2 separate regions of the Arabidopsis thaliana genome follow, and region 1 is linked to region 2. A link is a contact called in public targeted proximity ligation data. All regions are on one chromosome and are shown on one strand. The core of a region is the stretch at or near the end of the contact, and the rest is flanking DNA. Distances in the headings are between cores, read along the strand shown. Region 1 holds the start of LOX4 (PLAT/LH2 domain-containing lipoxygenase family protein). Region 2 holds the start of AT1G72430 (SAUR-like auxin-responsive protein family).

The links.
Region 1: a contact with region 2 is called in a targeted proximity ligation map of shoot, with 10 read pairs. A contact is called at or near these places in 2 of 26 Hi-C or Micro-C datasets (callus and root) and 1 of 2 datasets of targeted methods (shoot).

Annotation. Positions count from the first base shown.
Region 1 is chr1:27,307,187-27,309,886 of TAIR10.1, reverse strand. LOX4 (PLAT/LH2 domain-containing lipoxygenase family protein) reads right to left here and starts at 1,374. Exons shown (of 6, transcript NM_105911.5): 1 at 868-1,374; 2 at 456-736; 3 at 1-273. The coding sequence starts at 1,276.
Region 2 is chr1:27,264,416-27,267,115 of TAIR10.1, reverse strand. It overlaps AT1G72430 (SAUR-like auxin-responsive protein family), which reads left to right and starts at 1,310. Exons shown (of 1, transcript NM_105902.4): 1 at 1,310-2,514. The coding sequence starts at 1,607. The coding sequence ends at 1,966.

The sequences.
Region 1 (2,700 bases), core at 125-2,624, 43 kb before region 2:
TAATGGTTTCTCCACCCGCCTCTCAGACATCATATCGGTGTCGGTTGAAGACCGGCCGGTTCGACAGCGTCTAGGGTAAGGAAATTCACGGCCACCAAGTGTGGGACGGGCTAGTTCACGTGATATGTCCGGATTTCCTATGTCGTTGTACACATCATAATCGTAGATTCTGTCTGATAATTTTCTTTCTCCTTTACCATTTCCTCTTAGATTCTCCAATTCTTTCTCCCTTAATGTTCTTAGACCGGACGGTGTCTCGCTCGGCAAGTAAGGCTGCGGAAGAAAATTTTCAACAACAGTTAATTTTTCAATCCAAGATATGTAGTTGGACGTCACATTTGTTAATTAAGACCAGTCTTGGATATTTGGACCCACCATGACATGACTATATGATATTCACAAATTCACATTAAATGTGATTTTGCTTATGCTTTAGTCAAGATTTAATTAATTACCTGATTAGTGAAGAGAATTCGTTTGGATGGATGGTCTTTTTGAGATTGGACCCAAGAGTTGCAGGGGAAGTGAACAGGGCCACATGCGAAACCCTCGATGGTGATGCTCTCAAGAAAGAACTCTTTTTGGTGTTTGTTGGTCACGGTGATGGCTCCCGGAGAACCAAAGGCTGAATCCACCGTGAACTCGGCCGTGTAATGGACTCTTTCCGCCTTTGAATTTGATTTCTTTGACCAATCTTTCAAAACTGCCGCTTTACTCTTCTTTGGCTCATTCGTTTCTGTTACAAAAAGTTTGACAAAAAATTTGGGTAAATTAGTCCAAGTTAAAAAAATAAAAAAACTTTGACCCAAACCCATGTTAAATTAGACGACTTAAAAATACCCACAGTGAAAATTAGTAATGACTTACTTGGATCAACTTGGGTACTCATAAGCTCCAAGACAACGTTTCTACCAATTTTATCAGTAAAAGCATCCAAATGCTTAACCAAAGTTTCTTTAAAATCCTCTTTGTTTTTGTTCCTCACCGTCGCAACTGCTCTCACCTTAAACTTCACCGACTTCTCCTCTTCTTCCTCCTTCTCTTGTTTTCTACCGACAGTGCTAATACGCAGCGTTTTAACCAAATCCTCGCTGATGGCCGCTACAACGCCGCTTGAGTTAACGGCTCTCATAGGTCTCGGATCAAAAGGGTTGATGGAGAACTGTGTTCTCTGTGTCTTCTTCTTGATGGAGAAACGCGAATGAAACGGAGACGCAAGTGATGATGATCTCTCGAAGATTAGACGAGAACCCATTATCTCATTAGCTAAAGCCATTTTAAAAAGAATTAGTTAGTTGATGATATGGTAGATATAAAGTTGAAGCTTCAAGACTGAGTTTGAGAGCTTTCTTTATTTGGTTGCGTTCTGATTACAAATAATAATCGGCAGGTGACAGCTATTTATATGCCTTGAGAAAGAGAGAGCAAAAGGGAAGACCGAAAGAGAGCTTTTCGCCGTCCACACGTTTTTTTAATTGGAATATTCGTTGTTACTTGTTTTTCTTTCGTCAATCATATTTTTATAACTTTGCTAACAAAAAAATTAAAACGCGAATTTTTCAAAACTTGTTGTTAGATTTTCTGAATAATACGGACACTTTAATGTTCAACGTAACTACGTAAGGTAACTTTCCAACACTTTTACTCAAAACAAAAGAAATATTGCTACCTTCTAAAAAAGAAAGACTTGCATCACCATATATTTTGCTTTAGCAAAAGATTTAGAGTTTTTTTCAAACCAAAATAAAATAAAAAAAGGTCTTTACGAAAAAAAAGAAAAAAAAATCTTCTAGTTTGAGTCAAACTGAGTTCCGAGTCAGACACGAACGCGTCTAAAAACGTTAAGGAAGCAAACGAGAAAGTGTTAAATAATGGACTCGCGGATTCTCGTTTGATTGTTGAATGACAAATATTACCCCTGATCTTTCCGGAAATGGTGATCATATCCCGTTATCGTCTAATAAAGTTGACATTGCCTTTTACTTTATAATATATATAAAAAAAACACCACAAGTGAAGTAAATCTATAATTCGAACATCGGATATTGAAGATCGGTTTGTGTGATAGTTTAATAAAACAGTCCATTTGATATCTACGAATAAAACTTTAAAATAATTTTAAAAGTAACCGGAAATGGTGATTATATCTTGTGATCGTCAAAGAAAGATGATCATGTCGGATAGTGCTATCAGTATAATCAGTTAAATCACATGAATTTTTTCATAAGAAAAAGCTTGTTTCGAAATCGATTATTGTTTTTTTTTTCTTGTAGAAATCAATAAGTTATATTTACACATAACATGTGGGTTGATTTATGAGATGATATCATCAATCAGATCAATTATACGGTAGATTTACCGTTTGGTTAAGTATATACAATTAATGTTTTTGTAAATTGTGTTATTAATCCATTTTACTTTATAATTTTCTCCGAATCAATAATATCTAGATCCCCTTTTATTTAATATATTATCCCTTTCAAGTTTAAAACAAAAAAATTGTATTAAGATGTTATATAATGCAAACACTAATCAGAACCCAAAGTTATATTCGTGATGTACCCATCGTCATAAATCATAAAACTAAGATGATATACATTCATGCATACAAGATGACGTTTCAAATGTCCAAAAACCTTTCAGTTTGTTTTCATATATATCTCGTTTTTTCTCTGATTAATATTTCGTCTTATTTTAAAA
Region 2 (2,700 bases), core at 61-2,560:
AAGATCTTCACTATTCAAAAATAAAATATTTCACTCTTGATCAAATTGTAGGTCTGGTTTGATGTTTTACTAGCTACATAAGTACATTAAGATAAAGATAGTTATCTAATGTTTAATGATGAGAGAGTACTATATTACTATTTTATTTCTTTTGCTATAAACAAGTACTATATGTTCGACCATTTATAAAAAAGAAGTATCTAAAAATTCCTTAAATGATTAGCTTACCATCCACAACTTTTTTTGTTCGATAAAAGACAGACGGTAAGGTAAGGTCTTCTCCACCTAATTTCTCGGAAATGCCAAACTAACTTTATGAAAAGAATGAGCAATATTTATGATTATGCATTTGCACTAGATAAAAGGACTGTGTCTTGTCGAAAAGAGCATAATATGCTTGTGGTTAGTTTTTGCATCCGTCAATAAAACCTAATTACCGTGTAAATTATATGAGTTTACGAGTTTAATTTTATAGTATGCTTTTTGAATGTTCATATCTAATTTATGTTCTTAATATGAAATGAAGAAAATCGAAGGTAAATCGACAGATGAAGACCATACTTGTTTTCTATAGTACATGATAATATGAACGACAAAAAATTAGCATTATCGGGTAATATTGAACAAAATTGTGGACAAGATGTAATCGTTATCTAAAAAACATCGCTCTTTGTCCGATCATTAGACAACAACACGCAATAAGAGGTTGCCTACACATCTCTACTCACCGCACGTATATGTATATATCTACAAATTATTATATACTATAAGACATCATAATATACAAAATACAATTTAAAAAAAAATTATACAACAAACATGAATGTTTATCAAGCAAGCATTTCCAAAACTGGATTTGTGGTGTCTGACATTTATGTAGGCAAAACAAAATGTCACAGGTAAGAGAAATAGTGTGTATATATAGTATCAAATATATATAAAAAGGAAAAAAAATTGTATCAAATAATTTAATAGTTTTGTTATGTTAAATTAGATAAAATGTTATTTATTATGTATTTTTTATTGATATATATATATATATATATTTAGCCAAATAAATTAATGGTGTAATGATCACTTGTTATATCTGTTTTTTTTAATAGAACGTATTTATCAGTTTTTTCGTAGACCGTATCATTCCCTCATCCATCTATCATAATTTTACAATATTTTTCTTATCAGCAAGTGTAATTTGTAACATGAAAATAAATGAATGAATATGGCAAAATTTATTACAAAATTAAAATTATTACGAATCTCAATATATAATTACAAGATACAACAAAAAAGAAAGAAAAAACAATGGGCAAAAAACGATACTAGTTTTGCCATTTATGTCCTCATCTCTCTTAGCTGTTATGCATCAATCGGTGGGTCATGCACCTATACGTTCTCTCTCTATCTCACTCAATATATATACACGAACCTTCCTCGTTATTTCCTCCCAAGAACATCTCTCAAACATTCCTCTCTTCTTCTTCCAATATTTTGATCCCCACACACACTCACATCAACACATATAAATCTCCTCGTAAACCCTAAACCCTAGCTAGTTTCAACAACTCTCTTGTTCCAACCCCAAGAAAAAAGTTCAATTTCGTTAGCAATGGCCAAAGTTGGGAAGCTGACAAAGCTTAAGTCGGCTATGAAGAAATGGCCTTCTTTCGCCAAGAACCACCACCACTCAACCTCCTCAGCCGCTGTTTCCGACGAACTCTCAGAAGACAACAATCTCCATGTGGTTTACGTTGGTCAAACTCGAAGACCTTACATGCTTAGACCAGACATCATCTCTCACCCACTCTTTCAAGAACTCGTGGATCGGTCTTCTTCTAGATCCATCGAACAAGATCGTGAGATTGTTGTAGCTTGTGAAGTCGTTTTGTTCGAGCACTTGCTGTGGATGCTCAAGTCTGGTCAAGAAGGAGGATCCGTTGAAGAATTGGCTGAGTTCTATACTTATTGACATCGACCGATTGATTTTATACATTTATTTCGTATAATATATACCTTTTTTGTTGTTGTTTGTTGTTGCTGATTTGTATTTTCATTCGATGCGGTGTGTGATCAAAACGTGATCTCGTAAACCATGTCATTTGCTTCCGTTTTTCTGAGCAATTTTATGATGATGATGAGCATATGTAGTTTTCTTACTTTGTTAAGACCAACCAAGAATAAATTTCTACTAACAACAATCTTTATATATATTTTCCTTCAAAATGTATTTCAGTACCTATATTAATTGTAATATACATAAAAAAAGAATGCAATGATTTCAAGAAAACAAACTAAGTTTTCTGGTAGGTTTTGTTTCTATATTTATTTTATTATGGCGGTTTTGTAAACTTTTGTTTCTATTTTCGTAACGTATCTTTCTCATATGAGTCATGAGTCTCATGACATAATAAAGAAGGCCTTTGATGATGTTCGATAAACAAAAGTTGGTTGAATATGATGAGTCCAATTCATTTATTTTGCTTTATATAAACAAAATATGACTAGCAATGATTTCTATCATCGATATTCATTTTTTTTTTTTTTTGCGTATCATTTGTATGGTGTCAGTTTCAAATCTATTTTTGTGTGTGTATAAAATAGAAAATACGTATGCAATTTCTTTTAAGGAAATAATAATGGTCGCTCTCATGACGCGTTGGTGACCTGGTCCCAATTTCATGTCCCTACTCTCCTTTCTAGTTG